Regions from separate parts of the Capsicum annuum genome. Here region 2 is linked to region 1. Evidence: chromatin contacts called from public Hi-C data. All regions are on one chromosome and are shown on one strand. Each heading gives the region's core, a stretch centred on a gene start, on an enhancer-like site or on the middle of the called end of the contact. The rest is flanking DNA. Distances are from core to core; before and after follow the strand shown.

Region 1 (5,855 bases), core at 2,121-4,620:
GTTTCCATAGTGGTTACCAACAGAATTACAGACATGATATGGATTCCCAGAATGATTTTCTTTATTATATTGACTTGTACTAGACTTGTGTGACTGATAATTTGTTCTGAATGCTCCATTCACATTAGCTTGAGTGTTGAGAGATGTAGACTCTAAGAGGAGTTGATTTCGGGGTCGAACTTCTCTTTGTTTCTCTTCTTGGATCAAAATAGAGAATGCCTGAGCAATACTAGGCAACAGATTCATCAAAAGAATGCTACCCCTTACAATCGTGTAGACCTCATTTTAAATCCATCAGAAATTGAATCAACCTCCTGTCCTGTTCAGCTTTGTGTAAACTTGCCTTGGCACCACAAGTGCACTTACATGAGCAGCTAGCGCTTGCATCAATTGTCCCAAGTTCTTCCCAGAGTCGCTTCATTTTGGTATAATATCCGGTAATGTCAAGAGTACCTTGAGAGAAATCATTTATCTCCTTTTGCAATTGATAAAGTTTTGCACCATTCGATAACATGTCGAAATTGAAGTAAAAACGCATGAGATGGATAAAATTTTCATTGTCGCAGAGAGAAACAATCTGTTATGTATGAGCTGGGAGAAGAAGAGAGAGGAAATATTTGTGAAAATCCAAAATTCGATTGAAGAATTAACCAATTCTTAGCTAGATCCAGCAAAATCAAAGGCTAAAACATCCACAATCAGCGGAATTGAGGTAAGAAAAGCGAAATGAAGATGGTAACTGAATCAGGAAACATTCACGCAACAACGAAGATGAGAAATGATCACACCGGGCTTTGATACCATTAGAAAATTGGTCTTGGACCTAACTCACACCCCAAAAGCTAGCTTATGAGGAAGAGGATTGCCCAAGCCTTATAAGGAGACCAAAGACCCTTTCCTCTTCCGATGTGGGATACTTAACAGCATGTTTAGGACCACAAGATTAAATGATATTTTGGTACATTTGACACAACTTTAATTTAAGGCCACAAGATTCAAAAGTCTTTTTTATTTTGTTAAATTTTATACCAAGTTAAAATAGATTATTTTTTATTAAACGGAGGGAGTATTAATTTTCTGTTTTCAGCAAAAGAAAAAGGAGGAGAAAATAAATTTCTATGTTTTTAGTCCTACTTTCCCAAACGCATTATAAAGCCAATAAAATCTTCTGCAAAATTATCAATTATTTTAGTGAAGGATAATAAAAGGTGTAAATAGTGCTCTTGATCAGCCATTCACAATATGCCGAGGTGACATGCCTAAAAGTACTTTAAAACATAGACTAATTAGTTGTGACTTTTATAAACAAACAAAAATGTCCACATGCAGAATGATTTTGGTGAAATGATTATTTCATCAATTTGCTTTTTTGCATAAAGAAGAGTCATCTTAGTCAAATAAGTAGTGGAAAAACAAATCAAATAGTTGCATCAGACATGACCTTGGCCCCATATATATTATCCCTTTCATAGAACCTATTTTAATTTTTTAATATCACATCAGCAGTCAATGTTGACTGATCTGAGCTTCGTATGCGGGCGGATCTAGAGTGTTTTAAAGGGGTTCGTCCGAATTCACTCGATAAAAATTACGTTGTATGTATAAGATAATTTTTTTTTTAATGTAATATAAAATTAGAGATTTGACTCAATTATTTAAAGATTTTAAAAATTCATCTTGAGATCTCAAATTTAAATTTCATGCATTATATTTTTATTTTTTGAATCTTCTTAGTAGAAGTCATGAATTCGTCATTCATGGTGCCTTTGATATTTTACTCTTCTGTCGGAGTTCAGTATAAATAGTGACTTCGGAGCCAGTAGAAATTTAGGCAAAATTGAAGAAAAATTTCTTGTTTGGATGTGAACTATAACACTTACACTGTTTATTATTTAATGTGAATTTCAAACTTGTTAGGACCTAGAGCTATTTTCAATTTTAAAAAACACATTCTTTAAAAAAAAAAAAAAAAAACTCAACTTAGAGTTCGTTGGGATTACTGTTACAAAATTGCTTATTTGAGAAATACTTTTATAAAAAACCTTTTAAGAAAAGTGCTTTTGAAAAACAATAATAATTTGAGTTTGGTAAATTCATTTGAAAAGTATTTTTGATAAACAGATTGTGTTTGGATAATCCATTTTAAGAAATATTTTTTTAGGCAAATGACCAAAAAGGACATATATCAATAGATTATTACTACTAAAATTAATTTATAGAAAAAAAATATTTTAAATATCTACTATAATCTTTTTTAATGAAAATTCTATTTTTATTCAATTAAAAAGTAAGTACTCTAAAATATTCAATCAATATTTATATACATAAATACATTAAAAAATATTAAATAATGATATATTACTTAAATAATTTAAATAATACTTAAAAACATCAAACAAAAATGAATATAAAAATAATTTCATAAATTAAATCACTACATATGAAAAAATTAACGACAACAATAATAGTCCTTTATACATCAAAAAAGTTCTTAACAATTTTATCCCTAATTTTATCACAATGTCTCCATACTAGTAGAAGATCTATCATGTATTTTCGAAGGTATACCAGAAGGCTCATCTCCTTTTTCGATTCTTGTGATGATGTCTTCGCTAACATAATAGTTAAAGTATTTATCAGTAGTAGAACGTTGTCATATGAAATTAAGTATAGCCATAGTAGTTGTAACAAGATGAACTTGATTGTCGAATTTAAAAGATGACATTGAACGTTGGAAAGCAAATATATTTTTTATACTCCAAATATTCTTTTAATTGTACATCTCAAATTGGAGTGAAAGAAATTGAAAGTCTTATTTGAATTTTTGAAGTTAGAATTACGTTTGAAATTAGGGATGATAACGTTTCTATGGTCTTAAATAACCAATCGTTGTTGGATAATTCGAGCCAACTATATAATATTTATCTACACTAAAGAATTATGATCTAAATATGAAGTAAAAAAAATTTAAAATCAAACTTTAATCAAACTTATAAGATATGTTAATTAATTAATAAGGGATGTGTGTGTGATAGGGATATTTTTGTCATTAATAAGTATAGACACTCGATCAGTTATTCCTGTTGCAATTTTATCTTATTCTAGTAATTAGGGTTCGAGGGTCAAAAATTCTTTTTCCTACTTTGAAAAATAAAAATACTAAAAATTACACAAATACACAACTTATGTTTCCAATATTACAAAAAATTTCAACTCCCTAAACATATTACAAAAATTCCAACATATATTGGAAACATAAGTTGTGTATTTGTGGATAAAAATATGTCATTGGTCCGAAAGGCCAAGCCCAATAATAGCTCCGTATGTATCAGAAATTGGGCCCAAACTCGCTGATGAAGAAGACTGGATGACCATACAGGTCCTGTTTGAATCTTGGAAAAACATTTCTCCGGAAATCAGCATTCTCCAATCACTACTTTAACAAAGTAATGACTTGGAAATTGGAATATCCAATTTTATATTTCCTTCGTCCCCAAGTGAATTAATTTTTTGTTGCTCCCATTTAAAACACAAAATATAAACATGGTTTAGCTATATTCCATTCATGCACGTCGTAGCACAAAAAATAAAGTGTGTCCGTCAATGTTCCTGTGGAAATCATTTTGGCTTTTTTCAACAATGAATTCAAATTTCTTTTTTTTTTTTTTTCCTGACTTTGATACCATGATAAAGAAATGGACGTAAAGACTAACTCAAATCCAAAAATTAGCTAACGAGAAAAAAAATACTCAGAACCATACAAGAAAATTAAGGGCCCTCTAACACACCGATGTGGGACTTCAATAGGAACCAATAAGCCACCATTACACTTGTACAAAAAACATGCTTAGCATTGATGATCCATGTAGCATGAATGCATGATCTGCTTGTTGCCAGGAAGCAAACTTTGGCAACTAGCTAATTTCGGCACTTCACCAAACTCACCACTCCTACCTACATAAAAACACTAAGATTAGAAGGTGTCATACTACAAATAATTATGGGACAGTCATTACCTAAGCCAATAAGCAAAAAACCATTCTTTAATTTCCATATTATTGTATTCTTGTTTACATTGATCTTTTTTCCCGGTGGACGGTCACAATTTTTCTTGTAACTTTTACTTTCTTTTGTGGGAATAAGATACCCCATTAGGCCATTACAATAGCACAAACTAATAAACAAGTAAAGAAGCATTGTAACTACTCCGCGTGCTACATCTTAATAAATGCCAATATTTTTTGCTGATAAAGTAGGAACATTATTGTGCAGTTCAACATTATAGGTATTCACAGTCAAAAGTTCAACATTATTTAGAATGAATTTTTCTGAGAATTTTTTTTTTTTCCTCGCAAAACTTTTGAATTATTTAGATTTGGTTCTAATTGTACTCTCTTTTGTCGTCTGATATATTTTAATTCTAGATTTGTAATGAAGAATGATTTGCCCAAGATGATGATTTCATCAATTCACTTTTTATAAAGAAAAGTCATCTTTTTCAAATCCTTCTAGAAAAACTCATCGAGTATATGCATACGACATTATAATTGTCCCATTTATATATAGTACCAACATAATTTCTCTAATCATATGATCAGCAGTTAATGTTGACTTGGCAGTTGACACTCAAGCTCCTATGTTTCTTTCTTTTACTGTTTGTGGGAGTTTGGCACCTATGACAATTGATATGACACCAGAATTCACTAGCTCTATATATATACTTTGAATAATTTGTTGTATGTTATTTTCCCTTTTTGGCATGAAGTTCCACTACTTTTTGATAAATTCTTGTTTGAGTATGAGCTATAGCACAAAGTTTTAATTTAAGATGAGTTAATTTGGAATTTGTTCAGAATAGCTAGAGTTGTTTAAAAAGAAAAAAAATATAGAAAGTTCCATCCCCCGTCAATTGAAATAGCCACCCAAATTGTTGCTCCTAGCCCAAGCAAAAACTCAATCAAATTCCTGTCTCCCAACTTGGGGCCAATTTGCACTTATTTGCATCTTGAAAAACACTTTCGGATTGATCAGTATGGGTGATCCATTATTTCTGTATCTTCAGCAAGTCTTTACAACAGAGACTGCCATCACAGGTATGACATGAAGAAATATAAAAGTGTCAATAGCTAATTAACTCGACTATTTGTAACTTGGAAGTTGTAACTAGAAAGAAAACCGACGTAACCTGCCAGTTTATTTTATTATTGTGTACAACTTGGTTTTGTCACTTGATAATTCATGCATGATGTTCTTTAATCCCTCGTATCTTTTGCAATGCCAGATAGAAAATTTTCGAACTTTCCATCTATAAGAAACTAATTGTATTAGCATCTGTAGGATGTTGTGTTAAATTAGATGGACAAATCAAAAAAGACGTGGAAGGGCAAATGAGTGTAAGTTTTTTAACTTTTCTCATTAAAATACGACGACACATCATGATTTAGCCAGCCATCGTACTCATGGTTGTATGATCAAATAATAATAAATATTATGTCACCTTCGAATCTGAACTAAAAAATTGGGTGGTTATCTTTTAATAAAGAGCAATTCGGAGAGATGAAGCACCTTTAGTAAACCACAGCCAGCACCTTAATATTTATAATATATATTTCCCATCTTATCTTCCATATTCCCTCAATCACTGTCTGTGGTTAATTCACTCTGTGTCAAAGACTATCTTCCAAATAAAATGTACAATGAGTTCGACCTTTTATCCCTTTAGGTAGAATGTATGTGTCTCGATCGAGGAACCAAGGAGCCACCATGTTTTGCTCTTAGCCAGCAAACCATCAACTACTTTAAGAAAACATCGGGCCATTTTCTTTGGGTATATATGTACTTCTGCACCAAACTCA
Region 2 (6,146 bases), core at 1,729-4,228, 41 kb before region 1:
GACTTTCTATGGTACAATGACTTTAGTGGCTCATCTGTCTACATAAAATGGCTTCAATTTCAGTGTTATTGGCCATGTTGTGAAGAGCTATGTGTCTTGGACCCACCCAAATATTTTGTACCCATGAAGGATCCTCAAAAGTGCATAGGTTTTTAAGGATTCAACAAACACCCAGCAGTACCTTTGAAGAGTCCAAGAAACCCATAGGTGAAGAAGATTAGATGTTACAACATGAAGTTTTTGTTTCATTCTTCTGATTAAATTTCTCAAGAACTGATATTATCTACTGATAATTTATACTATTATGTAGTCCAAGAACTGTTTGCTTTTCATTTTTCTGTTCTTTTTTCCTATGCCGACTATGGTATATTCACGGGAAGAGGAAGAAGGTAGTAAAATAGACTAGGATTCCATGGATCTAAGTCCCTCCATGATCTGCTAGCAGTAGGTCTCCCCAGAACTGACTTTCAAAAAGAAACTAACAAACACCTAGTAGCCTATGACATCATATATACCAGAAAACCCCTGGTAAGACATATCAATCAGAAGAGCTTCACAGTAGGAGGCACACACAAAAATTCAATAGATCAAGGCAAATGTTATCACCCTAATCAAGGTGTTCATTACAGTAGAATCAAATCTTGCAAAATCAAATGTGAAACGTCGAGTTCAATTTGTCATATAACCAGAAACATTAATTCACAGAATTCAGTTGATTACAAAATCAACTAGAAGCGGAGGACCTTAAACAATGATGGCAATATGGCATCAATCAAACAGCAATGAAGGACACAGGGCAAGGCGCCCACACATAATCAAAGATACAAAGTAAATTTCATTCTGAGTTCCCTAGAATTTATTAAACCAAAATACCAGATGATAAAAGTGCCAGCTATGCCACGGGCATCCAATCCCTGACGTGTAGGAAGTGAGTGCAAATTATTGGATGCAGTAGAATCACCCTAAATTATATCCTAAGATAATCAGAACACCATAAGCTTTCCTGCTATAATCATGCAAACACAATTGGGTCTAAATTAAATCTTATAGGCTTCTTAACGGTCATAAGCGAAATATGAGAAACCAAAATGCAAGGGAGAAACACCCATCATTTTTACCAAAATAGATGCTACATCCTTCGTGTCACTAAAGCAACTCAACATCTATATCATACACAACTATAGTGTCAAATTACAGTCGACGACAGTATGTCTTATTACAGAAACTTAACTCATTAAAATAGCCTCTAAGCTCAAGAACATGCATAAAATATTCTGAACAAGAACCTGGACGATCAACTTCATTCCACATGCTCATGTAGTGGCAGTTATCATCTCAATGCCAATCATTTGGCAATCAATCTAATGCTGTGACCACTGTATACTCTTTATATCAATGCCCTCTTTAACCATTTCATAGAGTGGGCTCATTTCCCTCAATTTCTCAACCTGGTTAACTGTAAGATCAACCGCACGATCAATCTCTTGCTCAGTAGTAAACCTCCCAATTCCATATCGAATTGATGTATGGGCCATATCTTCTTCAACTCCCAACGCCCTCAACACATAGGATGGCTCCAAACTTGCACTGGTGCACGCACTTCCACTTGACACTGCAACCTCCTTCAGCCCCATCAACAAGCTCTCTCCTTCCACATACGCAAAAGATAAGTTCAAATTACCAGCATATCGCCTTTCAACACTTCCATTTATAACAATTCCATCGATCTTAGACCTTATACCATTCAGTAACCTCTCCTGCAAAGCTTTAATCCTCTTGTCATCATATTCCATTTCCTTCATTGCAAGTTCACAAGCTGCCCCAAACCCTACCACTAACGGAGTCGGTACTGTCCCACTCCTAATCCCTCTCTCTTGTCCACCCCCATTCATCTGAGGTTCAACCCTAATCCTCGGCCTACGCCTAATATACAAAGCTCCAACACCTTTCGGCCCATAAATTTTATGCCCGCTTAAGGACATCAAACTTATGTTCATCTTCTCCACATCAATAGGAATCTTCCCCAACGCTTGTGCAGCATCAGTATGGAAAGGAACATTAAACTCCTTACAAATTTTTCCAATTTCCTCCATAGGCTGAATCACACCAATTTCATTATTCACCATCATAATTGACACTAACCCCGTATCAGGCCGTATCGCAGCCCGAAGCTTTTCTAGGTCAACAAGTCCATCAGACTCAACGGGAAGGTAAGTTACATCAAATCCCTCTTGCTGTAAATGACGACAAGAATCCAAAACACATTTATGCTCCGTTTGAGTAGTAATAACATGTCGCTTCTTATCTCTATAAAAATGCAAAACTCCCTTAACCGAGATATTATTCGATTCTGTAGCACCTGAGGTGAAAATTATCTCTTTCGGAGAAGCTTGAACCAGGGCGGCAACTTGAGCTCGGGCCGCCTCCACAGCCTGATCGGATTCCCACCCGTAAAAGTGAGTTCTAGAATGTGGATTCCCGAATTGGGAGATATGGTAAGGAAGCATAGCGTCGAGAACCCTAGGATCGATCGGAGAAGTCGCCTGCATATCTAGGTATAAAGGTCTACCGGAGATTTTTACACCTTTCATCGTGATTCCGGTAGAGTCCTCCTCATATTGTTCTCCGACTACCGCTGCCGCCGTGGAGAAACGGCGAAGACGGCGATGGACATGGCAGGGTTTAGGTGTAGTGCGGCGCAACGCTGTTGTTAGAATCTTCGAGAACATCTTTCCAAATTCGCCGATTTCTGAACCAGCGGTTTGTGTATTTAGAATAATAAAATAAATAAACACCGAGTCACCGGTTCACCGACGGAGTTATTAGTGACACGTGGCAGCTTCTCCACTTTACAGTAACATTTGGTTTATAAAACGACGACGTAACTGCTCACAACAGTGTCATTTTTGTGATAAGGAAATGAGGATGAGAGGTGCCAGTGTAAACGCAACAGTTGTTTTAAAATTACTACTCCCTCCATCTTATGTGATAAGTACGTTCTCTCTCCCTTTAAAAAAATTGATTTATTTTAATTTAATATAACTTTTTTAAAAAATAAAATAAAATTTTATAATTAAACATGTTATCTAAAAATTAAAATTTTATATATATATATATATATATATTTTTTCAAAATCCACAAAAAAAATTAGTTGTTTTTTAAAACGGAGGAAGTATTTCCTTTTAAATTCGTCTCAATGAATATAGTTTTATTATAATTAAAAATAATTTAAGCTAAAAATTATCTTTACTTTCAGTAAAATAATTTTTAATTTATACTAATTTATAATACCGCAACAAATCTCAAATTGTTCCCTTTTTTCACAAATACCATATTTATCAAGTAGAAGAGATTGGGGTGTGGGTGTGGGGCGGGGGGTCAGTATAAAAGAAAGAGAATATGTGTGGTTTTCAAATAAAGTGAGAAAAACTGGATCTTGATCTGAACATAAAAGGTTAAAAAAGGTCACGTCTTCACCTCTTCCTGATAGTTGTTGAATCAACCTCTACAAAAACTACTTGCCACCCATAAAATTCTTAAACCATTTCAAACAATATTGTGTATGGGGTTCCAGTAATACAACCATACTATTGTCATATTATATTATTATTATTATTTAGTTTGCAGTTTAAGGATCTTATTGCACCTTTCCTTCCATTCTAATCATTGATCAAATTTGCCTATAAAGTTACCTACTTTTGCTTCATTTCAATTTGGGATCTTGCATCAAGACTCTGAGACAGTGAATCAGGTATGCCGTTTTCTTCATTTCATCTTTTTTCTATTATAGTTTTGTGTAAAGATTTCAAATTTGGGTTTGTTTTTGATTAGTTGGTTAGGATAATATTCAACAAATGCAAATATTTTTGAAAACAATGTGTTTGTGTTTCTTGATTTGCTTTGATTGTTGCAGTTTCAAATGCCTGCCACTCTTCAATATGTTAAATTAGTAGTACTTGATTTTAAATTATGTAACACGTTGACAGTTCAATGATTGTGCTGAAATGATTCCCTATTTGTGTCTCATGTTTGAATTTTTGTTGAGTTGAATAAATGATTGAGAACTTGTTTGTTGATTCAAAGACAATATGCAGATATATGTACACTGAAGTTATCTGCCAAATTTATTGCAGCATATGCTGCTGAATTTCTTAGCTCCTCTGGCCACTGTTTAGATCTGGATGAAAGTAATTACGTAAATACTCAGATCCAGAAAGTGACCAATCCTTAGTTTAACTAATCTAATTTGATTTGCTAAAATGCCAACTGGTGCGTGTCGGATTCTTCAAAGGTAGTGTATTTTGGAGAATCCGACGCGGATGTGGCATCGAAAGTGTAGAGTCCGCGCAACTTAGAATTTGATAGTCTCGTATTGTGTGCTGATGGTTCTGAATTGTTTGAGGTCTCTGTTAACCAGCATCGTTGTTTTGTTTTCTTTAGATATACCACCTTGGTGTTATTCTCTTGATGTATCAGTATGCGTAAAGCTAAAATTAGTGTTTTCGTGGATTTTCTCTGGCTCAAGCCCCTAAATTGCACCTCTTTTTTTTGGTTGGATCTTTTTTTTTAAGGTGTTGTTGGATTCAAAGTAAATCATCATGTTCAAGAACTCACCGCGTAGAAACCAACAGAGAAATAAAGGTTTTAAGGTGAAGCATGCTCTTCAGATATGTGTACTTGTTGGTGTTTGTATCTGGCTGCTTTACCAAGTCCAGCACTCACGTAGCAAGAAAGCATCTTTTGAACAAAATGCAAGCGTCTCAGAGAAGGTACAGACTGACAATGATGTTATCAGGTTTGGAAGGAAGGACCTCCAACCTCTAAAGAAGGAAGTAGATGTTGATGATGAGAAGCTGACCAAGGTGACAGAGGAAGACGAGCTTAAGCGTTTTGATGATGACGCCAAAGTGGAGGAGCATGGCCATGATCTTGAAAAATCAGCGGAGGATAGGGAGCATAAAGCGGAATTGGTGGATGAGGATAGAGGAACGGAAAAAATCCAGGAGAAAGAAGTGAGGGGAGAAGGCAATGCTGAAGCAGAAAGCAAAGAGCGTAGTGAAGATGGCAAAGGTGAGAGTAATGAGGAAGCCACTGACACTAATACCAACAACAGTGAGCAAAGTGGCGAAGAAAGTAAGGACCAGGAGTCGGAAAAGGAAGACAAGGATTTTAATGAGAACACTGACAAGGAAAGTGAAAGTGAAGAGAAGGGAACTGAGGGAAATGTTGACGCAGGAACTGATTTGAAAGAAGAGAAGGCACAAAGCGAAGAGAATGGAAGTGAAGAAACTTCTACGAGTAAAAGCAACGAAGTAGTTGAAAATGAAAGCGAAAAGAAGTCGGTGGAGTTGGAGGAAAGTAATGAAGGCAAAGTAAAAGAGAATGACGAGAGCGCAGAAGAGAAGAATGATGAAGCCAGTAAAGAGAAGGAAGATAACCTAAGCAAAAATGAAGAATCTGCCTCTTCAGAAGACAAGGTTCACGATGAAATTGATATGACTAATGAGGCTTCAACAGTAGAAAAAAGCAAGGAAGGAAGTTCGTTGGTTAAAGAGACATCAGAATCTGAAAACGTGAAAGGGACAGAAGGCGATGGTAATGTTGCCTTGAACAATGAGGAGGAATCCAAGAAGGGAGAAGATGAGTTGCAAGACAAGAAAAGCAAGAACGACACTAGTGATGAAAGTCTGAACAAGTTGGATTCAGAGTCTGGAGAACATAAGATGCTTGAACAAAACAGTTCTGCAGATGCAAATGCTGCTGGAGAAGTGAGTAATGGAAGCAACACTGGGGACAGTTTTAATGCTGCAGATGGAACCAATGAAGCCACTAGCCAGCAGACAGAAAGTGGCAATTCTGCCTCTGAAACCATTCAAAATGAAAGCAACAGTAATAATAACTCCAATGCTGCAACTGGAACAAATGAAGCCAATGAACATCAGCAAGAAAATGAAAGCTCCACCTCTCATAGCATACAAAATGAGAACTCTGGTGATAACTCAGATCATGCAGGAGGAACCAATGAAGCAAATGAACATCAGCAAGGAAATGAGAAAAACTCTAGTGATGACTCCAATGCTGTAGCAGAAAACAGCAAAACCAGTAAGCAGCAGCAGGAACAGGACAGTTCTGCCTCTGGCACCAA

Evidence for each region. A called contact is a pair of places that touch in the nucleus more often than the background predicts.
Region 2: a contact with region 1 is called in a Hi-C map of leaf, with 2.4 times the contacts expected there. The contact joins the promoter of LOC107860148 here to the enhancer-like site in region 1. A contact is called at or near these places in 3 of 5 Hi-C or Micro-C datasets (leaf and placenta).

The regions. Positions count from the first base shown.
Region 1 is chr2:143,381,141-143,386,995 of UCD10Xv1.1, reverse strand. No RefSeq gene overlaps it. Among protein-coding and RNA genes, the nearest start is that of LOC107860144, 14 kb to the left of the region's middle. Within about 2 kb of position 3,370, at least 1 of the 5 cell types and tissues checked has an H3K27ac peak or open chromatin away from gene starts, as enhancers often do.
Region 2 is chr2:143,421,308-143,427,453 of UCD10Xv1.1, reverse strand. It overlaps LOC107860148 (cysteine desulfurase, mitochondrial), which reads right to left and starts at 2,978. Exons shown (of 1, transcript XM_016705408.2): 1 at 1,090-2,978. The coding sequence starts at 2,729. The coding sequence ends at 1,362. LOC107860147 reads left to right here and starts at 3,315. Exons shown (of 2, transcript XM_016705406.2): 1 at 3,315-3,752; 2 at 4,573-6,146. The coding sequence starts at 4,600.